Regions from separate parts of the Mus musculus genome. Here regions 1 and 3 are each linked to region 2. The links are chromatin contacts, called in public HiCAR-type and HiChIP or PLAC-seq maps. All regions are on one chromosome and are shown on one strand. The core of a region is the stretch at or near the end of the contact, and the rest is flanking DNA. Distances in the headings are between cores, read along the strand shown. Region 1 holds the start of Abca5 (ATP-binding cassette, sub-family A (ABC1), member 5). Region 2 holds the start of 1700023C21Rik (RIKEN cDNA 1700023C21 gene). Region 3 holds the start of Amz2 (archaelysin family metallopeptidase 2).

Evidence for each region. HiCAR-type assays count read pairs that join an accessible place to other places. HiChIP or PLAC-seq counts read pairs in DNA pulled down with a chosen protein or histone mark.
Region 1: an H3K4me3 HiChIP or PLAC-seq map of embryonic stem cells shows a contact between it and region 2, with 4 times the contacts expected there. The contact joins the promoter of Abca5 here to the promoter of 1700023C21Rik in region 2. A contact is called at or near these places in 2 of 39 promoter capture datasets (the C10 cell line and embryonic stem cells), 4 of 115 datasets of contacts at active chromatin or transcription factors (acute myeloid leukemia, embryonic midbrain and embryonic stem cells) and 1 of 9 other capture datasets (macrophages).
Region 3: a contact with region 2 is called in a HiCAR-type map of astrocytes, with 2.8 times the contacts expected there. The contact joins the promoter of Amz2 here to the promoter of 1700023C21Rik in region 2. A contact is called at or near these places in 2 of 39 promoter capture datasets (both in embryonic stem cells), 3 of 484 Hi-C or Micro-C datasets (the N1E-115 cell line, embryonic stem cells and natural killer cells), 3 of 115 datasets of contacts at active chromatin or transcription factors (astrocytes, regulatory T cells and stem cell-derived neural progenitor cells) and 2 of 9 other capture datasets (adipose tissue and liver).

Annotation. Positions count from the first base shown.
Region 1 is chr11:110,336,016-110,339,498 of GRCm38.p6, forward strand. Abca5 (ATP-binding cassette, sub-family A (ABC1), member 5) reads right to left here and starts at 1,701. Exons shown (of 39, transcript NM_147219.2): 1 at 1,470-1,701. Gm39445 (a long non-coding RNA gene) reads left to right here and starts at 1,823. Exons shown (of 3, transcript XR_880289.1): 1 at 1,823-2,269; 2 at 2,773-2,844.
Region 2 is chr11:109,844,114-109,847,490 of GRCm38.p6, forward strand. It overlaps 1700023C21Rik (RIKEN cDNA 1700023C21 gene), which reads left to right and starts at 1,765. Exons shown (of 3, transcript NR_045909.1): 1 at 1,765-1,952.
Region 3 is chr11:109,424,490-109,427,760 of GRCm38.p6, forward strand. It overlaps Amz2 (archaelysin family metallopeptidase 2), which reads left to right and starts at 1,457. Exons shown (of 9, transcript NM_025275.4): 1 at 1,457-1,541; 2 at 1,997-2,086; 3 at 2,481-2,608. The coding sequence starts at 2,597.

The DNA.
Region 1 (3,483 bases), core at 451-2,950, 490 kb after region 2:
CTAGCAATGCACTGAAAGAGAAACCTATCCAGCTATTTTACTGGCTTCATAATGGGTATAATAAACCTTTAAATTTAACAGAAGGCATCATAAACGCTTTCTTCGCTGATCTTTTAAAATTTACCAAAAGTAGTGACATAAAGCAAGATACTAATGCCAGTAAAGTTTGACCTAAGTTTTATGACAGAACGCCTTGCTGGAGGAAAACGATGTAACAGTACCCATATGGCAAGTCAGCTAATAGTTTTCTTTATATATAATGTTTATAAAAGTATAAAGTTTGCACTGTATAAAAGTTTTAAGTTTGCACTTAAAACTATTTCCAGTGTAATCTACACACTAATGAGGACTACAATTTATATTAGTATGAGTTGCTTTTATATAATTACTCTTTCAATTAAACTCAATGGCAGACATTACATACTATATTCATCTAGGAACTTTAGGAACAAAATGATTACCTGGCATGTAACGAACATATTAATAAATTTATGCAAAATTTAAGAGTTCCCTATGTTTAATAGAATTTGAAGTTTTGCATTATCAAGGACACATCTGCCTAAATGACCCACATTCAAAGATCACTGTCTCTTAAATCTGCTTTCAGGATAAACACACACAAAGTGTTCTCATAATGTTCTTATCTATTGAGTCTTCTCTGACGAGACATAAAAATGCTCTCTGGGCAAACATAAAATAGAGTGAGGAAAGCACCAGGATTAGAGAGTCTGGAATCTCAGAGGGAGAATCTCAGTACCTCATTTTTTTCCCCAGCTGGGACCTTAATAAAGTTATTTAACCTCTTTAAGACCCATATTTCCCACACAGAGTACCATCTCCAACCTCAGAGCAGCTGTCAAGATGAAGTAATACTGACCCTGGCTCTGAGCCAGGATCTAACCTCATCTGGGGCTCCAGAATGTCCTTAATTTTTGTCCTCAGACTTGATTCTTTGAAAACGTAAAGCGAAGCTTTTAGAGAGCTGGGGCGAAAATCCTCAACTCCGACTGCCCCAGAGGCCGCTGTCCCCCATGGACCTCGCTTTCTCCTCCTCCCTGAAACCTTTCCGCGCCTGGGAATCTTCGTTAGCTATGTTTGGGGAATTCAGATTATTTTCAACCCCAAAACCGTGTCACGAGCTCTGCGGCTTTTCCTCTCACCCCGAGTCCTCTGGTCACACATGATCCGCTACCCGATCTGCGCCCCAAGTAGGGCGATGCTCCTGAGCCCTCAGGGGGAAAACTGACTTCGGTTTGGTTTGGGCTTTTATTTAATTTCGGTTTGTCCTTTCTTTTCCTTCTGCCTCTCTAGAAGTTCTGAGGATGTCGCTAGCCCAGGGATCCCTGTCAGCGCCCGCCACCCGCCAGCATCCTCCGGCTCCCCGCGGCCCGCCACACCCTCCCCTCTCCTCATTCCCTAGCTGCTCGGCCATCTCCACGGTCCATGCCCCGTCCCCGCCGCCGCGTCACCTCTCTCCGCAGACACGAATGGCGAGCGACCTCGAGCGCCGCGGGCCTCGGCGTCTCCTCACCCCGGCGTCGCAGCCGCAGCGCTGTCAGGCCCAAGCCGCGAGCTTACCTGCGGCGACCGCGACCGCGGTAAGTGACGGAGCTCGGAAATTCTGCGCGGAGACGCGGTCCGCGAGGCCGAGCGCGCGCGTGCCCGCCGCCCCGCTACGCCGAGAGAGCCGCGCGCGCCGCCGGAGACACGCCCCCTGCCCGCCCCTGAATGCACCTGAGGGCGGGGCGTGCGTAATGCGCGTGCTCCTGGAGCTCGAGACGGGAGCGCGCTTGGGGGCGGGGCTACTGGGGGCGGGGCTCCGGCGGAGGTGAGCGCGGCGAACGAGTCGCAGAGTACTTGGTTGGACCTGCCGACTCTAGCTCAGGTGCTCAGAACCTCCTGGGGAGCTCGCCGCACCCTCCACCGAGGCTCGATGGGTTTGAGGAGACTTCTGTCGCCTCAAGAAGGACGGCCTTGGTTCTCCACCCTCCCATCTGCCTCTGTTCCCTTGTATTTAAAGAGTTGATAAAAGTCTGACACTCCTCCCTCTTGCTGCAGCGTCCTCCCTCCTCGTTTCTGTAAAGACTGCCTTCTCCTCTCCAACCTCAGACTACCACCTTGAACATCCTACCGGTTCCTTCAAACATCCTCCGAAAATCTGCAAGTGTTGACTTCTGGCAAAGACTATATACCACGCTTAATTTTTACTTAAAATGCAAACTGATGTTTGGAATGTCGTTACCCAAAGTGATCGAAACAAGGGCCAAAGGTATTGCAAAGTAAAGTTCACAATACCAAAATTACACATCCCTGAGGAAGACTGATCCTTTCTTATCCAGAAGCCACAAACTGCCAATTCATAACACACACACACACACACACACACACACACTATTCATGCTGGAATTTTTGCTGGCTTGATACTGAATGTGTCTGGTGTGTGCAGTCCCCAGTGCTATGTGTTACAGTTACTTTCGAAAACATCTTCAGCTCTGTGAATGTGAACATTCATACATATTTTGTGTATGTGTGTGTAGTTCTCAAATTGAAAACTAAGTCTATAGAATGTGTTCTGCTTTATTATAGATGTGGACGTTTTGCCTGCATGTGTGTGTACACTATCATAGAGCCTGACACAATGATATCTTTCCTCTCAAACACCCCACTTGGCACCATAGTATCCCTTTCACTGTCTTACATGCTAATCTCTTCAGCTACATCATATGTAGCCTGAAGTTAAGAACTTTTTCTTATACCAATTTAAATTTTCAGGTCTTGCGAATCATAAACTATGGTAAATACTGCTAATAATACTACTGATGAGAGAAAACACCTACAAGAAAGGTATGTAAATATTTTTATCTTCACAAAAAATACCTACTCACTTAACAAAATTGCACCCATAGAAACAGAAAATATTAAAATTCTATTATAGGAGTGGACTTGTAGTTCAGTGATAGTCTGCTTGCCTAGATTGTACAAGGTCCTGGCTTTAAACCCCAGCAACACACACACACACATACGACTTATAAAATGGACAACAAGATTATAGGCTTGTAAGAATAACATAGAACACAGAGAAAAATATTTTAAATAAAAAAATTACTACAAATTAATGTGTAGGTTGTGACATATTTTACTGCCTCTACGCAAACTATTTATCAGACTATTTATATCTTGTAATCAGGCTGGTCACACGATGTCTGCCTAAATGTCCACAACTACCAGGTTTTAATAGTAAAACAGCGGCCAGAGAGAATGATGCTTCCTTCCACCCTTCTGTATCTAGGAAATAGAAACAAGCAATAAGCACATCTTGGTTGTCATGGTGGCAACTGAAATCCCCACACCTCATTAATAGACCTTATAGACAAATGAACCATGTGGGAGTTCCTAGATCATAGGAGTTGCAGCTTGAGACTTAAGAAGCTCGGTGGCTATGGGAAATTAACAGTGGGCCACAGTTCTCACCAATATTTAACA
Region 2 (3,377 bases), core at 515-3,014:
TTTCCTTTTCACTGTCTCCTGAGTCAGACCCCTATATCATCCCTGCCCCTTCCCATGTAAATGTGTAACCTGAAAAGCCAGACAAAACAGGAAGTGAGGAAACTCCACTGTCTGTAACAAGGGAGAAGGGTCCACAGAAACTCTTTCATTATTAGTTAATTAATTTTTGAAATAGGATCTCCCAAAGCCCAGATTGGTTTCAAAAGCACTATGTAGCTGACCTTGAATTCTTGATCTCTCTATCTTCCAAATACTGGGATTATAGACATGTTGTCAGCACATCTGGTTAGTGCAATGCTGGGGACGGGAGCTAGGACTTTCCTTCATGCCAGGCAGGCACTCTACCAATTGAACTATACCCTCAGACTTCCTTCCCAAAGTTCCTCTATTAGCACAGAGAAGAGACGGTCTGAGATGAAGGTCCCTTCTTACAAGTTCTTCCTCCCTTTGGGCAGCTTGGAGCTCCAGGACTATAAAACAACAGATTTTTTTCCAATTGCTTTGCACAGCAGAGGGAGTCCCAAATGTCACACACTTGAACTCCTTTGATTCTTGGAAGGAGGGCCAGCTGCCGACAGCTAGCAGCCAGGGGAGTGGAGGAGTCTGTTGGTACAAGGGAAAAATAAAATCCTCCACACTAACTGGCTTGTGACTCCTCAGGACCCTGCAAGAGCAGTATGCTGGTTTTATTCCTCGGTGATTTTCTTTGACCGTAAATATTCAGTATGCCAAAATGTTTACGTCCAGGGAATACTAAATACATGAATCCTTATCAAGTCCTACCCACAGAGACCCAAATCCTGATGGAATGTAAGTTTTCTGTAGTCACTTTCTCTCTTGGACTTCATTGAGAACCTTGTACAAAAAGCAATGCATTTAAGTAAATTAAAATCAGCCCCATCTAGCAAGTCATTTACTATAAATGGGCTAAATACTATAATTAAAAAAGACATGACTGGATAACAAAACAGAATCAGACCCAGTCTAAGCAGAGGAAAGAGACATATTTAACAGAGTGACACACGGACTACAAAGATAAAAGCATGAGAAGAGAAATGCTCTGGAAAAGGCAAGTTAAAAGAAAGTGTGAAGTTAAAACTAAGACAAAGGCGCTGCTCTTCCAGAGGTCCTGAGTTCAATTCCCAGCAGCCACATGGTGACTCAAAACCATTTGTAATAGGATCTGATGCCCTCTTCTGGTGTGTCTGAGGACAGTGTACTCACACTAAATAAATAAACAAACAAATAAATCAATCAATAAATAAATCTAAAAGCAAAACAAAACAGACAAAACCCCAAGACAAAGAAATCAAAGACATCAGCTAGCCCCACCCTCTGCCACAAAACCCCAAGAACAATACACAAGCGACAACACTTTATAATATTAAAAGAGACTCATATTTAAGCCCTAAGTATGTCCTGTGGTCCACAGGGCCGCTAAGAGTAGTTTTCTTTCTTCTTGTGAATGTGTAAGAAACTGGATTCAATCCCCACCACAAACAACAAACAAACAAACAAACAAACAAACAAACAAACATCTCAAAATAGACTCTGTGAAAGAAAGAAAAACAACAGCTGGTGTCCATCATGAACATGGCTGCTCTGTGTGTTTGTAAACCATGTTGAAGTGGAACACAGGCATGACCACTTCAGTGACATTCCGTTGTTGTGGTCACATCAGCAGAGCAGAATCCAGTAGCTGTGACGTAACTGCCTGGTGCATAGAGCCCAACAACTGTAATGTAACAACATAAAACTCTTTCTGTGGCGGTTAGGAGGCAGCCGAACCAGTTGAGGCCTCAGGGCCAAGAAATCTGAGAAGCAGAAAAAACCCTAAGGTGCCACATTTGGTTTCTTCCCCTCAGGGTCTTTGTCTGCCACACCACAGGTCTCTGAGAACCAAATGAGGTTGCGAGCAGTCTGTTGCTGTTGTGCTGGCAGGGGACAGATGGGTGAGTTGAGCATCACCAAGGGAGCCAGGACTGCAGACGCCAGAGTCCCGGGAAAGTAAAGGGCAGGAGAGCGAGCAGCATGTTCTAAGTGTAGCTTCCCTTTGAAGCAGCTGCCGACTCCTGACCTCTGTGTTCTACATCCGCTTCTATTTTTTTCCTCCTTCTTTTATTAATTCTTTGAAGATTTTGTACAATTCATTTTGATGATATTCACCCCTGTTCCCCTACCATTCAAGGTCCATTCCTCCTTCCTAGCCACTCAAATTTGTGCCCCCCCCCCAACTCATTTAATACAGTTTGTATCTCATATGCTCTTGGATGTATGGTCTTCTCTCTGGGGGCTGCTCTATCCACCAGAGAGAGGGCCACAGTACTGAAGAAAATAACTGCCTCTCCCAGAAGCTTGCAGCTTCCAATGGGTCCTTAGCTAGGGGTGGGACTTCACCTCCGCGCTCCATGCTGGGATTTTGTTTGGCTTGAGCTGGCGCGCAAGGTCTTGTGCGTGCTGTTTCAACTGCTGTGAGTTCATTTGTACAGCTGTCCTGCGATATCCAGAAAGCAGTTTCCTGGTAGTCAGCCCAACACCAACTCTGCCTCTTACAATCTTTCTGTCAGAAGAGGGTAGCAGAGCAAGGCGCTGGATGGAGGTTGTGGGACAACTAAGCACTGATTGATTGATTGATTGATTTTAAAGCTTGATAAGCTTCCTGGGAGGGTCAGATAAGCGGCATCTTAAGTCAGGTTTGGTAGGCATCCCAGGGCAGATTTGCTAAGCGTCCAACGAAGGGTTTGAGAAGGACCCTGGGCTCTCAGACCAACCCCCTAAAGTACTGTTCACCCGGCTCCAGGGCAACTAGAGATATTCACCAGTTTTCATGTTGCTTATAAATGTTATCAGTTACTCTATTATTTTTAATTTGACCCTGGCAGCCACCCCCCCCCCCCACCAATAATTGAGACAGAGTCCTACTAGACTTATTTAATCAACTTTAACACAATTACTGAGCGAATTACCTCTAATCTATTTTTCTAAGGCTAGACTGTCTAATTCCCCAGCCTTGCTCCCCAAGTGCTAGCAGTTTGAGTCTTGTCCGGGCTTATTTTTGCTCCATCAGTCTGTCCTCAGGGGACATTTCACTTGCCACTGCCACCGTGCCCCTGGCCCAATTAGTCTAACTGAGACCTCCTGTCCCCTCCTTACTTTCTCCTTCCCTTCCTTCCTCCTCCCTCTCTCCCTCTCAGGGACCCTACCTGTGATCCCCAGCCCAGTAGCCGAAGCCCCGCCCACATTTATTCTCCCCAGTAATTGGCTATAGTCACTTACATTTAACCAATAGCTTTGAATTGGGGAGCAAGGTTTATACAACATCCTTTGGTAAAAATGTGCTCTTGGGGGGCCAGTATTTAGCATTTGAATAAATACAC
Region 3 (3,271 bases), core at 207-2,706, 420 kb before region 2:
GGCTACACGGGACCATGAATAATTTCTGATTATTGGCAGGACTATTTGTCTGCAATGATATGGATTAGTTATTCTGAAATTACCCTCAGTGCATATTGTACCACAGAGCAGTTAAATGCAGAAGTAAATTATGAATAGTGGGAGACAGACTTTTCATTAGTATGGAAGGGAGTGCACACAGAAAAATGGAAAGCAGGAACCTTGTGGTGTTAGACTGCAATCAGAGTGATTGGTAGGAATTCCCAGTGTAGGTGTCCTGTGACTACTTAGAAAAAATTGCTTGTTTAGAAGCATGCTCTGGAGTATTTACACTAAAGGGGCATCATGTCTACAGCTGATTAAAAATGTCCCGGGAGAAAAAAATGGTCAGGTTGTTGGGGAGTGACCTCATGGGAGGAGAAAGAGGATCAGAGGGGGTCCTGGGGAAATATAACCGAAGTATGAAAATTTGAAAGAATATACATGTATGTGTCTCTCTCTGTATGTGTGTATACAGTGCTCAGAAGTCAGACACAGGAACATTCTCTGCTACATAGTGAGTTCAAGGCCAGCCTTGACAGGAGACCCTCCCCAAATAAGCCACTTTTGTCAACTTGGTAAGGGCAGTAAGGACAACATATATGAGCCTTGTTATAATAACTGGGCAAGGATAATTAGAGCAGTGTGCACAAGGCAAGAAGAGAGCAAAAAGTTTGGGGGTTGGGTAGGAAGAAGGGTACAGACATGTGGGGTATGCAGTCTTTAACTTCCAAGGATGAGAGGATGTTGATAAAATAGTGGCATCATCCCCTTGTTTGACCTTCCTGGGGCCAGAAGCGCCCAGAGATGCAAAAGGATTGAATAGGTATATGCTGGGGGCGGGGATCAGGAGATCTGGCCCTGGGGTTTCCCCTTCCAGAGTCTCCTGGGGGTCCGAGCTCTAAGCTCTTAGTTCCCCAAGTACCAAAGGCAACCCTATGCCCCACGCCCTAGGATGCAGCCCTGCTTCCTGACAGCGGTGAGGCCGCGACAGTCGGGCAAACCGACTAAGAAGGGAAAGTCCAAGCGGGTGATGTGTCAAGCCGCGGACACGGCTGACTTATTTGGACCCAGTGGTTAAATTACTCAGGCTCAGCCCACGGCAGGTGGTTCCGTGACCCTGCACCGCCCGCGAGGAGCGGGTCGCGGCGCCCCCGTGAGGGCCGACGCGAAACAGCGACGACTGGGGACTGTCCGACACTACATCGCCCCCTTACTACTTTAGTCAACCACACACAGCGTGAGTGTTGTGAAATGGACAGAGGTCACGCCTTCGGGGCGGGGTTACAGCACATGGGCGGGGCCTTTCTGGAGGAGTGGGGCGGGCTCAGTGTTTGGAGGAGGAGCCTTAGGAGGGAAGAGCGCAGATAGGAGGCGGGGCGACGATTGAGGGGCGGGAAGACGGGTCTTGCTAGTGGGCGGTGTGGGCGGGGCATGCGTGAAAGGGTGAGGTGCGTCCGCGCGAGGCGCATGCGTGCTAGGACCACCGTGGCAGCTTGAGGGCGGCCTAGAGGCCTGTCCGGGTGAGGGTGGTATGAGGAACCGTCAGGGCTGGGCAGGGGAGGAGGAGGAAGGTGTTGATCGTTGGGGAGGAGCGGATGTGGTGGGAGGGATGGCTGCGGCGGAAGCAGAGGGGACCTCGGGGGCAGGATGTCTCTTGGGAACAACGCGGGCCTTTCCGGTTGCTCCCTGGGTAGAAGACGCGAACTCTGAGTTCCGGGGAGGCCCCCCACTTTTGACTCAAGCAGAGACTGGGTGGCGTCTGCACCGGCCGTGCAAGTTGCTATGGGCAACCAGCTAGCACGTCTGGCGAGACCCACTTGGCGGGAGATGTTCCGGTTATAGAACCGAAGCATCTTAGGCCCCCGGTCCCTGCAGTGACTGTACGATGGCTCCCTGCACACTTCTTCAGCGACACCATCCACGTTGGACTAGGATGTGGAGGCCTTCTGACTTTCCACTCTGTCTCTTTTATTAGGGTGAAGGCCACACCCCTTTGCCAGACATGCATTGTCCTTAGAAAAACATAAATGGAAAAACAGCAGCTGGAGATTTCTCCTTTATAAAGGTAGGTAGACTGAATGGGGCCATGGTGATTTATTTTTTTTTTCTTTTTAAATTTCATCCTGTAAAAATAAAATCTCAGCCCAGATGTGCAGTACCGAGATGAGCTACACTCAGCGTAGTCTCTAGGATCCTTTCTAGTCAGTGTCACCCTCTTGAGCTCCAGAATTCAGAAGTTCACTGAGCACAGCAGTTAGCTTAAATTTCAAAATCAGTCGTTAATAAACTGAGAAATACAGAGAAACCCTGTCCCACCCCCCAACCCACCCCCAAAACAAAGCAGAACAAAAAACCAGCCAACCAACCAAACAAACAAAAATGGAAAAGGCCCTCAATTAGAAAACACAAACTAAATGGACAGAAACATTCATCTTTTTTTTCTTTTCTCACTCAAAAAGCGTCTGCTTGGTATGAAGGATGAACGTGCCACGTAGGGACTTGATAGGAATGGGGAAAGTCCTGTCACCATGAGTATGGCGTCTCATTGGTCATCTTAGATCTACCCCCGTGTCTTATGGCTGACAAGGTAAGCGTAAGGGGCTGAGATGGATCTTGCCAACCTGCAGTTAAATAACAGAACCATTACTCTTTTCCTTATTGAATATCTTTGAGTGACACTGGAAGGGATGCCGTTGATCCTGTGGACAAAGTGAGTCAGCTCAAAATATTATGATTGTTTTCAAATGACAGAGGACGTTGGGCATCAGTAGGATTTAAGAGTCACCGCTAGCCAGGCAGTGGTGGTGCACACGTTTAATCCCAGCACTTGGGAGGCAGAGGCAGGCGGATTTCTGAGTTCAAGACCAGCCTGGTCTACAGAGTGAGCTCCAGGACAGCCAGGGCTATACAGAGAAACCCTGTCTTGAAAAACCAAAAAAAGGAGCTGTTAGTTACTGTTTTTGAGACAATGTTGCTATATAACTCAGGCTGAGTGTCAACTTTCAATCTCCTGCCTCTGTCTCCTGAGTATTGGTTTACAGGTGTCGGCACTATGCCCAACTTGACAGTAGTTACTAGGATGGGAACAGCAGGCTCAGTGGGAGATACAAGAATGGTCTGAATGAATGGTTTTCCTTTTAATTCTTTCGTTACTTTCCCCCAATAAACTGATTGGACGCGGAGAAAACATTCTTTTTTATTTATTTATTTATTTTGGATTTTTTTTTTTTTTTTTTTTTTTTTTTTTTTT